3 separate regions of the Mus musculus genome follow, and all the other regions are linked to region 1. Evidence: chromatin contacts called from public promoter capture Hi-C data. All regions are on one chromosome and are shown on one strand. Each heading gives the region's core, a stretch centred on a gene start, on an enhancer-like site or on the middle of the called end of the contact. The rest is flanking DNA. Distances are from core to core; before and after follow the strand shown.

Region 1 (3,857 bases), core at 772-3,271:
AGAAACCTCTCCCATGGTCTGAGTCACGTACCCTCTCACAGGGCTGTCTGGGACACTGCCGAAGCACCTGAGTTTATGATGACACATTTCCTTTATGTAGTTTTTGTTGTTGTTTGGTTTTGGGTTGTTTTTTTTTTTTTTTTTTTTTGAAACAGGGTCTCATGATGTAGTCTATGCTGACCTCAAACACACAATCCTCCTGCCTCAGGAGGACTAGGACTACAGTGTTTTGTTTGGTTGACTTTGGGAAGCAGGGAAGGTAGAGTGTTTGTTCTGGCATGAAGACCTGAATCCAGACTCCCAGGACCCGTGTTAAAGCATACCAGCATTCGGGGCGGGTGAGAGGACCTCACCATAGGCTGATCCCAAGGGCTCATGGCCAGCTGATGTTCAGTGTAAGAACATGTATGAATAAATAAGGTGAATACCAGATATCAAACTCTGGCCAGCCACCACATGAGTGCTCGGGCACACACACACACACACACACAGGCATCCACACACAATTCTTACTTCTAGCCAGGGTATGGCTCAGTGGTAGAGCCTTTGCATAGCAAGTAGAAGGCAGTCCATCCCCAGAACCGCCAAAGGCAAAAAAACCAACCAACCAAACAAACAAAAACGCTAATTCTCCTTTTCTACCAGCTGGAAGAGGCAAGAGCATGGCCTATTTTTGCTCACTGTCTCCCAAACAAAGGTTGACTATAACATAGCATGTCATAAGATCAGATGGGGAAAGGTTTTCCAAGATCTTAGATCTATTTTTGTGACTGGCAAGCAAAGGCTACTTGCCGGGAAGAGGGGCAGGGTGTGTCATGCCCACTTCATTCACCACATGCAGGAAGTTCTCCATGCCTCCTCCCAGAACCCACTCCTGATGTCAACATGGCATTTGCTTCCAAGACCCGCCACCCTTCCTGCTTCGGTACTAGTCTCCGGCTCAGCTCCCTTCCCTCCTTCAAACCCTCTTGGCACAGCAGTAACCACACCTGATCGGGTTTCACAAGAAAGCCGGTGTGAGAATTCAAAAAGCTACTACTCACTGGATATCACACAATAAACTGTGTTTCACGGAGTCCTTAAAACAGCCTTGTGAAGTAAACCGTACACATATTTCCATTTTAATAGATGGGGAAACCGAGGTTCCAAGAGACAGGTAGCTTACTCAGATCGCGAAGCCTATGAGAAGCAGGTTGGAACCTGTACCCACTGACCCTTCACACCTAGTCCAATGCTTCCTAACATTAGCCGCCCCTGTTGTTCTAGGTAAGGCTGGTGGTGTCGGCGCTGTTGACACCTCACGGCTCCCCTGGTTCATGTGCATCCATACCCAGAACTTGTCAGCTGTCTGGGCAGCACGGAGGGATCCACAAAGCCGGCTACATTCTCAGGGCTGTTCCCAGCCTCCCGGTCTTTGCAAGGTTTCCTCTGAGTCACTGAGGAAACAGAGTCAAAACACAAAGACCCGCGCAAGGTCCCTGGATTCCCTCTCGTCCACCTACAGCATAACTAGGCAAGGCCAGAAGCCGGTGTGGGCCGCCAACCGGGACCCGCGGACAGAGGTCACTGCTCCGGGACACCGGGCAGCCGGCGACGCAGGGGATGCTGCAGTGCCGGCGGCTCCGGGCTCGGCCCAAGGTCACCCTCCCCGGCCACCCGGAGCGCCCCCTGGCGTCCCGTGCGGGCCTCCCCCCTGCCCTCGGGGACACGCCTGGAACCCCGGCTGGGGCAGGAGCGGGGCGGTGGGCAGAACACCGAGGCTGAGCCGGGGAGGAGCGGGAGGCGGGGCCCACCTGATAGCTGAGGACGCCGTCCGGCTCGTTGCTCCCGGCGGGCATGGCCGGGCGGAGCCTGGTCTCGCCGGTAGGTTCCAGGTTGAGCTGCAGCAGTCCGCGCCCTGTAGTCCAGTGTGAGACGATCGCACGCGCAGCGACCCCTACCCTGGATCCAAGGATCGGTCAACCATCAACCGGCGCCACCTTCATAGCCATCAGCCCGCGAGGCGCCCGCAGCAGCCAATCAGAGGGCGCCCCGAGCAGCCAATCAGCGCGCGGAGCACGGGAGGACGCTGTCCGGCGGTACCCTGGGCTACCAGGAAGAAGGGAGGAGGGCGCCAGAGAGCCAACCCCCTCCCCGCGCCGGTTGCCTTAGAAACCGCCTCCCCCCTTAGGGGGCCTCCGGGCTCCGAGGTCCTTCCTACTGCTTGCTAGGAACTGAAAATCCCTGCCTCTGTTTGCAGCTGCACCTGACTCTTGGGAAAGTGTCAGGTTTACCTGTTCTGATTTTATTCCTCGGAAGATGGGTTTTAAATTAATAGAAAATTTCCCTCCGAAACCAAGATGGCAGGAGGAAGTAATGAGAAGAGAGAGCCTTCTAAAATTACTTTTAACCCTTGAGTTAGTGGCCAGATTGAAGAGCGTTAGAGAGCAGCAGACAGGAAGCAGTCAAAGAGGCTGAGACTCGGGTCTCCCCAGTCTAAGACTGACAGCAGACAGTGGGGGTTGAGCTGAGGGTGATTTCAACGTGTCCAAAAGACATACTGTAAGACGAATTATTGTTCAGCAGCGGAACTAACCGATCTGAGGCGAGGTTGGAAAGTGAGGAGTAAGGCATTCGACTTGATCTGAGTTTAAAAGGAAACAGAGTAGGTTAACCATCCGTAGCTTGAGAGAAAGAAAGGGGCCTTTGTCTTCTGTCTCCTGAGAGTGGAGGTGAGTCCAAGCCATTGAGGGGAAAGGGATCGTGGCAATCAATCTCAGCCTCTGCCAAAACTGCAGAAAGGAGCATGACCCAGTACATGTCAAAGTTCAACCCTTATGGTGGTGCAGGCTCATCTAGCCCTCAGGAGGCTGAGGCAGGATAGCAGCAAGTTCAAGCCTGCCTAGACTTCCTGGTTAGACCTTATCTCACACAAAAATATTTTTTTTCAATCTCCACATATCATCAGTACACACTGTAATCAAAATAAGAAACAAGATTGGGCCTTAATGTCTCTGGAGCTGGGGAAATGGCTCGGTCTAAAAAGTTCTTACCATATAAGTGTGAGGAGCAGAGTTCAATCCGCAGCACCTAGGAAAACTGGGTCTGGAGGCAAAAGCTTGTGATCTCAGTGCTGGGGAAGGTAGAGACGGCAGAGTCCCCGGAGCTTGCCAGCCAGCCTCAGTCTCAACCAATCCATGATGAGCTGCAGACTTGGTGGGAGATTCTGTCAGAGAGTGCTGGAGAGACAGCTCAGCAGCTAAGGGAACTTGTTGCTGTTCTAGAGGACCTGGGTTGGGTTCCGGGTCCTCCATGGAGGCTCATAACCATCCAGAATGCCAGTCCCAGGGAATTTTTTCATCTCTTCTGAGCTCCTCAGGTGCAAGAAATAAATGTAGCACACAGACATAGATGCAGGCAGAACACCAATGCACATTAGAAAAAAAAAAAAATAGCCTCGCAGTGGTGGCACACACCTTTAATCCCAGCACTTGGGAGGCAGAGACAGGCGGGTTTCTGAGTTTGAGGCAGCCTGGTCTACAAAGTGAGTTCCAGGACAGCCAGGGCTACACAGAGAAACCCTGTCTTGAAACAACACAACAACAACAACAACAACAACAACAACAACAACAATAGTGGAGAGCTATTGAGGAAGGTGTCTGCCATCAAACTCTGGCCTCCACATGCATACTTATACATGAGTACACACATAAATGTGCACATGTACACACTCACACACGCATGTGCATGCATGCACATCATTTTTTAAATAAGATTTAAGTATGTGATTACACTGTCGCTGTCTTCAGACACACACCAGAAGAGGGCATCAGATCCCATTACAGGTGGTTGTGAGCCACCGTGTGGTTGCTTGGATT
Region 2 (3,857 bases), core at 627-3,126, 1.1 Mb after region 1:
AATGCTAGAGGGCAGAGCTGTTTGACTTTTGGTGGGCTAAGGACGGTGTTACTCCACAAGTCATGCGGAGGGGTGGATGGGAGCTGCCCACCTGTTGTTGAGCAGGGCCAGCAGTTCCCCAGCATGGTACAGGTCATTCTTGGAGACTTGGCTAAAGCGAAACTCATTGAGGTTGCAGAGAGTGACGGCAGGGAAGGTGAGCTGGGAGGCAGCCACCTCGTCGAGCTTGGTGACGTGGTGGTAGCAGAAGTAGTACTGCACACGCTCAGTGCACACACACAGCAGGACGGCCAGCGAACCCAGGAAACACAGGGCCCACAGTGCCCGCTTCAGAGACAGCCGCTCATAGGAGAAGATGTGGGCAAGACCGTGCAGCGTGGAGCTGCTGGCAAAAGCCTGGATGCTCACCGGCTGGACACCACCCACCTCCTCCTCCTCGGTCTTCAGTTCCATGCTTGCCAAGGGGATCCTAGAGGGAGGAAAGAGGAGACAAGACTCTGTCATTGTCCTGAGATGAAGGCGCATATAGGGCCCCTCCAATTATGTCCATTCAAAATCCTTAACCGGAGGTCACTGCTTGTCCAAGGGAAGACTTCCCTGACATGCAGGCTCCAAAGGTGGCTTGAACGAGGGACCATCCAAGATGACAGTCATTAAAACATAGAGGCTTGGAGGGGGGGGTCAGCTCGGGTCGAGAGAATGGTCTGCAAGCTTCCCAGACTATGGGGGACCCCAGATACAGCCACTAGAGTGAAGGAGGGAAGTCCCTGATGCACCCACAGGCAGGCATGGGAGTTCCCTCCAGATGTGAGGTCACTCTGGGACAGGAATATCTACCCCAGCCAAGATCAAACTCCCCATAATGGGCTGAACCAGGGGTCAGGGGCTCTTCTCTTGATCAAGGGTATCCCCAGGAACAGGCTGTCACCTCAGGAGCTAAACCAGGGCCACCTCTCCGGAGGTGGGCACATCTGGGGAGGGGCCCTGCCTGTATCCTCACCTTCTGTGTCTCCAGTTCTCAAACAAGCACAGGCATAGGCGCAGGCTGTGTGTGTATGTGTGTGTGTGTGTGTGTGTGTGTGTGTGTGTGTGTGTTTGGGAGAGGATGGTAGGCTGCCTGAGGTGGATGTAGGAATGGGGGGGGGGGGCGCGGTTCCCTATGACAGCCAGTTATCCCCGCCCCGAACGCACCCCCTCCAGTCCAGCTTCTCGTCGCAGTCATATTCCCGGCTCGGCCCCCCGCCCCCTCCCCATCCGCCGAGCCTCCCCAGAAGCTGGAGAAAGCTACAGTGGAGGAGAGTCTCGGCTTTGGGGCACCAGGAAGCCCGGGGCCCAAGGCAGCGGGGTCGGAAACCCACCTGAGGGGGCTGGGGAAAGCCGGCCGCCGCTGCAGGTCCTGGGGCGCGAGGCGGTCCGTGGGCTCAGCGCCGCGCGGCGGAGGGGCTCATGGCCCGGAGCCCGAGCCGCCGGCTGCCGCGGCACCCGCGTAGAGCCCTGCAGGGAGCGGCCCGCTCGGCCAGCTCGGCTCAGCTCGGTCCGCCGCCCGCGCGCGCTTGCTCGCTCGGCTTGGTCCGCCCGGGGCTCGGCGCGCTGGCGCTGCGCGGTGCTCTCAGCCCCGGGATCTGCAGGGATCCATCGTCCGGCCGGGAGGCGGCGGGAGGGGAGGAGGAGGGGAAAGGGTGCGCGTGCGCGCCTACGAGTGTCTGCGAGGGTGTCTCTGGGCCGGTGTGCGCGGGGGGCCCCCGGCCCGGGAGCGGAACCGAGGGCTCCCCCCGCTGGCTCGCCTCCTCCCGCCGCTCTCAGCAGAGCTGCCTCGTTCGGATCCCGGAGCCGGCTCCGCTCTCTGCTTGCGAGGCCCTGTGGCTTGTGTGTGTGTGCGCGTGTGTGTGCGTGTGTGACTATGGGGTGTGTGTGTGTGCACGCGCACGTGTGCGCGCAGGAAGGAGGGTGTCTGCCCCCAGCGTCCCCCTCCCCACGTTGTCTCCTTCGGATCGAAGCTCCTGCTTCTTGCTGCTGCTGCTTCCTCTGATGGCACATGCACACGTGTACACACACACACACACACACACACACACACTCCGAGTCACAGTCACACTTGACTGATTCAAGCATTTGCCTGTGTGGAGATACAGGCACATTCAGACCGGAGTCTTACCTTGCCACTCAGCCATCCACACATCACATACACCTACACATCCCTGAAGCCTGACCCTCACACGAGCACTTACCTGTTTGTACACATTCACTCACCTGCTCTTATTCCTGCTTCCCACCTTCATGTGACCCACACACATGCACATATATAAATACCCTTGGCCACCCAGACCCCATTTGTATATCAGTGGATTTCTTAAGCAGCCCGTGTGCAAGTGCCTCATTGGCAGATCTATAAAGCAGAGAGGAACAGAGAGAAGAAAAGAGACATGGCCAGAAGTGAGGGCAGATGGGGCAGAAGTAGGGAAAAAGAAAAAGATACAAAATGAAGGCTGCAAGGAGGAGTGTGTTCTGGGATGGACCAGAAATCTGAGTCCTGAAACCTGGAGGCTGCTCCTGTAGCTGTCACCTCTCTCCTTCCCTCCCTCTTTCTTTCTCCGAGGCCTTGGGGGGGGGGCCCTCCCTATCCAATTAGCAGAGAAGGAGCAATCAAGGGGAAGTTGTTAATTTGCTGATGCTCATTAGGAGCTCTTAACACAGAGGCTGTTGAGGTCTGATGGTGTCAGATGATGGTGTGGTGTGTGTGTGTGTGTGTGTGTGTGTGTGTGTGTGTGTGATGCAAGATCAGAATTATATCCATTGCAGCTCCTTTGCTCCACTTACAGGCTGGTGAAGCTCTGAGAGAAGGAAGGTGAGAAGCAGGTCTCAGGGACATGGTTCTGGGTTTGAGTTTGAGGAATGAACCTGACATAGAGGGAAGAAGCTGATGAGAATTTGTGAGGGGTTGGGAGTAAGAGGTACCCTAGAAACCAGTGAAGATGTCTCTCCAGGGATAGGGGTTTAGGTCTGGTGAGAGATTGAGGTCCATTCAGCAGGACCCAGAGCGCCAAGCTGCCAAAATAAAGATAGTATCTCGCCTTCCGGCTGGGGAGCTGTCCAACGGCACAAGCGCTGCTGGTGGGCTGCCATGCCCCTGGGCAGCCACCAGGTGACAGCACTCTCTCGGATACTTAAACTCCACTTAAAGGGCAATGGGGGAGGCGGCCTGTGAAACTAGGAATTACTCTAGGAGGGTCGCAAACGGGGTTTAAGTGATGATTCTAGCCCTGGGTCTAGTCTGGTTCCAGGCTCTCCAATGTCCTCGGGGGAGGGGAGGACCATCTTGGAACATCTGTAACATCTTTGCAAACCCCACAAGCTGAGCGACACGTGGAGCCTCTTCTAATGGCTGCAAATTGCTTCAATCACCTGGGATGTTACCGAGGGAGCAGGGAGCAGCGTGGGTGGAGGGAAGGAAGGTGATGAGGTGAGGTGGCGGCAGGCGAGGACTGATTGAGGCCAATGAACAGCCGCAGGAGTAGTCCGGGGAAAGATAAAAGGCATGAATCAGGTATCCAGGCTCCAAGAACAGGACCTGACCCCACCACGCAATACCACCGGCAGGACCCTTGGCCAGTCCAAGCTTCAGTTTCTTCATCCTTATGATGAAGGTTGTATTTATTTCACCTTGTTTTTCAATGATTATGTGAATCACTGATGGAAAATGCATAGTTCATTGATCTGTGTTTGTAAATCCCCAGTAACAAATGTTACTGGCACTCTGATTTAGATCTGGAAGAAAAAAAAATAGCCATATCAGCCATATCAGGACAGACTTCGAGATGGTAGCTCCTAATTCGGGGAGTTGGGTAAGTTTTTCTTTT
Region 3 (3,857 bases), core at 393-2,892, 1.1 Mb after region 1:
TTTCCATCCTGAGCTGGAGAGAGACCTGGGCCCCTCCCTTGACCCTCAGCCTGGTACTGTCCTGTTACCTTGATGGGACGTTTCAAGGCCTCCTGGATATCTAGCCGCTTCCTCATAATAGTCTGGTCCAGTTTCCTTTCAAAAGCCAGGAGATCCATGTAGGCCTGTGATTCTGGGACCAGTTCCCGAATCTTAGGAACAGAAAGACAGAGATGGGATGGGGCAGCCCTCGTTCTGACCACTTCTATTCTCAAAGCCACTACCCCTTCAAGGAGACCTCTGCAGCTGCACTCACCCTTTGAGGTAGGATTTTGTCAGCCATCTTCTTTTTCTTTGCACTGTTCAGAATAAATACTGTGATCAGGTTGGGATAGGAACTAGTCAGAACGTGAGCAGTGTTGTGAGCACCTTTGTTTATGGTTACAGCCAAGGCCTACGAAATGACTCTCCATTTAAAGACGCTACCTCTCCCATGACCACCAAAACTCCACTGCATCATGAGGCCCTGTTAGTCCCTGCAGCACCGTTTGGTGCCACAGCGCTGACTTCCTGGTTCTGCATGCCCACCACCAGCATCCTCACAGGCCTCCTCTCCCCCATACCCTTCTTTCCTTCACCCCCAGGGGTCATCTTACTTGTGATTTCGATTTTGGACCGCCTGCTGCTGGACCTGCTGGATCTGTTGAGGTGCAGGTCTCTTGCGGGACTGGTCCATCCCTGACTGGGCCAGACCAGGTCGGACTGAAGGGTTCCCCCCATAGCCAGGAGGTCCCATGGAAGGTCCCTGAGGTGTCATTCGGCTACCTGGCAGCATACCTGGTCTCTACAGAAGGGAGAGGACCCAGAAATGTCATACTTTTCCTTGCTAGCCCCACCAAGAAAGGAAAAATGGTGGCAGCCTGGATTTCAGGAGTGGGTTAGGGCTGGGGGTGGGGTGGGGGGACAACAAGACAGTCCTTTGCTTCTTTGAAATACAGTCACTGGACCTTCAGTGATTTCATTGCATATAGTCTAAAAACTAGATTATACTCAATTTTTCTGGTCTATGCTGGATCTGACTCACCAGACATGTCTAGTCAGCCCTACATTTCTTTTTTTACTAGCTACTGTCTCCTCTAAAGCTGACCTCCATTTGCAGCTATAACAGCCTGGGTATTCCTGGGGACACGGGGGCTGCCCACTCCCCTCTGCATTCCATGACCATCCCAGGGCCCACTTCGCCCACCCTGGTTCCACACTCACTCCTCACATGGAAACAATGCCGCCAGGAGCAGGTAAGGATGCTAACCTCCTCCCCCCCCACACACCTCCACTCCCGGCCCGAGCCCCTCCCCAGGGAGTCCCTCCCACTTCTCCCTCACCCCTGTCAGTCCTCCGCCCTCGCTCGGCCCCGCCCCCGGCCCGCGCGCCCCTCCTCCTGTCCCACTCACCGGATAGGCCGCCCCGGGCATCGGAGAGCGGTACAGCCCTTGACCCGGCGCCGGGCCCATTCGCACGGGAGGCCCGGGAGTTCCGCCCGGGCCCAGAGCAGCCGCCACGCCCGCTCCTCCTGAGGCTCCCGCGCCGCCGCTCGGAGCCACAGACTGGAAACCCGCCCGGGCCGCCATCTTCCCGGAGCCGCCGCTGCAGCTGCACAAAGAACCGGAACCGGAACTCCCCCCGCCCCCCGCGCGCCCCCCGAGCGCCTGGGCTGTTTGTGGGCCCGGCCCGCCGGCGGGCACAGGCGGCTCGGAGCAGCGAGACTACGGGCTAGAGGGGGCGACTAGCGGGAAAGGCGTGCTGACCACTCCCTCCCGCCTTCACGGGCCAGGAGGGAGCACCATAGAGAAGCGGTGTGCGGATAAAGAGGTGCCGGGAGCGAGCGCCTCCACGCGGTTGGAGGACGGTAAAAAGCCTTGCAGAGAGCCCAGCCCATCCGGCTGGCGGCTGGAGTGATGCTTCACCTTGGCCCAGTGCATTTACCTCTCCAAAGCATTCTGGTTGCCTTGCTTTTCGTTCTCCTACTGCTCAGACTCCGGGTACTAAAGAGGAAAACGTGCTGTTTGTTCGTTCGGGAAAAGTAGAACTCGAAGGAGATCAATGTCGTGGCAAAGACAAATCAGCAAGAGAAAACCCATGCCGGGCCGTGGTGGCGCACGCCTTTAATCCCAGCACTTGGGAGGCAGAGGCAGGCGGATTTCTGAGTTCGAGGCCAGCCTGGTCTACAGAGTGAGTTCCAGGACAGCCAGGGATACACAGAGAAGGCTCGGGACCCTTCACCTCAGACGTTTAACTTAAGATTTTGATGCGTTTTTTCCCGTGACTTTTCTCCAAAGAGTCCTGGATATTTGTTGCCATAGATAACTGCTGGTCCCCTGCCCAGTGATCAGACGAATCCTGAGCCTGTCTTTTCCCAGCAGGATCAGTGTTTACCTGATCAAGTATGTAGGGTCTGGTGTAGCCCAATCTAGCGTTAAACTCACTGTGTAATGGAAGATAGCTGCTCCATCTCCTACCTGCTGGAATTACAGGTATAACCACCACACCGGGCTACCACTCAAATTCCCTTACTCTAGTTGTGTGGCTCTCAAGGCAAGCTCCATTCTAAAGGTAACACCCACAGTTTGCAACTAAAAACAGCACTGGGCAGGATAATGGCAGCTCAGGCTTTTAATCCCAGCATTTTGGGAGGCAGGAGGATCTCTGTGAGAGTTCGAGGCCAGCCTGGACTACAGAGCCGTTCCAGGACAGCCAGGGCTACACAGAGAAACCCTGTCTCAAAACAAACCAAACAACAAACAGAAAACCAACACTGAAGAGATGGTTGAAACCCAGTTTATTAGACCAGAGGCATGCGTCACCCAGAGCCCCTCCTGCTGCCCCCCCAGCCAGTGTACATTTCTCAGCTTTGCCCTGTTTCTTTCTGGGGAGTTCTGATCTCTAAACAACTCTTGAGAACCAAGAGGTCTCAAAGATGCCAAAGCCTTGCTCTCTGGCTCCAGGCCAACGTACACAGGTGATCTGCCCATAAGTCCTGTTTTGGGATTAGAGACCAAGAGACAGTGGGGACAGAGAAGGCCAGGAATGAGATTGGAGAGCTGGCCTGGGAAGGGTGTCTGGTTGAGGAGGCCCTCTACCTCACCTTGTGGCCCCCTTAGGGTAGGGACACACAACAGCACGTCTTTCAACTTCTGCTCTAGGCCAATCTCTTTCCTCATGTGACCACGCCCTGACTCACCAGAAAATGCAAGCGGTGGGCCTGGGCATCAAGGTGAGGACTGGGCCCTGGGCACCCCGAAGAAAGAAAGGCCACTGAGTCAGGGCTCCGGCTTCTGGCTGTGGGTACCCACCGCCCAGCTGCAAGAGGGAGTCACCAATCCCCAGCCTCCCTCCCCACCTCCCGTCTGTAACTCTCTCCGCTTAGTGTCCTCCATTCCTGGGTAGGAGCTACCTCTCCAGCAGTCACTTCCCTCAGGGAGGCCACAGTCAGCCAGGCAAAGGGCACTGGGATAGGTGGAGCAAGGTAGAGGGTATGTTAAGGCTGTGGGGAGGGCAGAGGGTGCCCCGGTCGTGGGGGCAAAGGGCGAGGCCAGAAAGAGGCAGAGCTTGTAATTCACAGCTTCCTTTATGTCGCCACCGAGACAGTGCGAAGGTTACAATGCGCGTGTCATCTCCTTGTGCTTCTCAGAGGGATGTGTGTACACAGTACAGTACAGACACCAGGGGAGAATCCAGCTCTTTATACGGGCAAAGGCATTCAGAGACAGGAGAATGGGGGAGAGACAGAAGGGAGAACTAGGGGCGGGAGGGCGGTTCTTGGAGACAAGAGGGAATGGAGGGGGAGACAAACAGGGCCGGAGGGGAGTATATACAAGGTT

The links. Promoter capture Hi-C pulls out the DNA fragments that hold promoters and counts their contacts.
Region 2: a promoter capture Hi-C map of liver shows a contact between it and region 1, with 3 times the contacts expected there. The contact joins the promoter of Asic1 here to the promoter of Slc4a8 in region 1. A contact is called at or near these places in 6 of 39 promoter capture datasets (embryonic stem cells, hematopoietic stem and progenitor cells, hippocampal neurons and 2 more).
Region 3: a promoter capture Hi-C map of pre-B cells shows a contact between it and region 1, with 4 times the contacts expected there. The contact joins the promoter of Smarcd1 here to the promoter of Slc4a8 in region 1. A contact is called at or near these places in 2 of 39 promoter capture datasets (liver and pre-B cells) and 1 of 484 Hi-C or Micro-C datasets (embryonic stem cells).

The regions. Positions count from the first base shown.
Region 1 is chr15:100,759,911-100,763,767 of GRCm38.p6, reverse strand. It overlaps Slc4a8 (solute carrier family 4 (anion exchanger), member 8), which reads right to left and starts at 2,021. Exons shown (of 25, transcript NM_021530.2): 1 at 1,794-2,021. The coding sequence starts at 1,838. It overlaps Gm52175 (a long non-coding RNA gene), which reads left to right. Exons shown (of 3, transcript XR_003951485.1): 3 at 842-1,079.
Region 2 is chr15:99,668,396-99,672,252 of GRCm38.p6, reverse strand. It overlaps Asic1 (acid-sensing (proton-gated) ion channel 1), which reads right to left and starts at 1,876. Exons shown (of 12, transcript NM_009597.2): 1 at 1,359-1,876; 2 at 92-469. The coding sequence starts at 453. Gm34880 (a long non-coding RNA gene) reads left to right here and starts at 2,397. Exons shown (of 4, transcript XR_875662.3): 1 at 2,397-2,845; 2 at 3,504-3,842.
Region 3 is chr15:99,700,072-99,703,928 of GRCm38.p6, reverse strand. Smarcd1 (SWI/SNF related, matrix associated, actin dependent regulator of chromatin, subfamily d, member 1) reads right to left here and starts at 1,642. Exons shown (of 13, transcript NM_031842.2): 1 at 1,431-1,642; 2 at 636-823; 3 at 296-338; 4 at 69-191. The coding sequence starts at 1,607. Asic1 (acid-sensing (proton-gated) ion channel 1) reads right to left here. Exons shown (of 12, transcript NM_009597.2): 12 at 2,799-3,857. It overlaps Gm34939 (predicted gene, 34939), which reads left to right and starts at 125. Exons shown (of 3, transcript NR_168656.1): 1 at 125-303; 2 at 427-687; 3 at 1,139-2,522.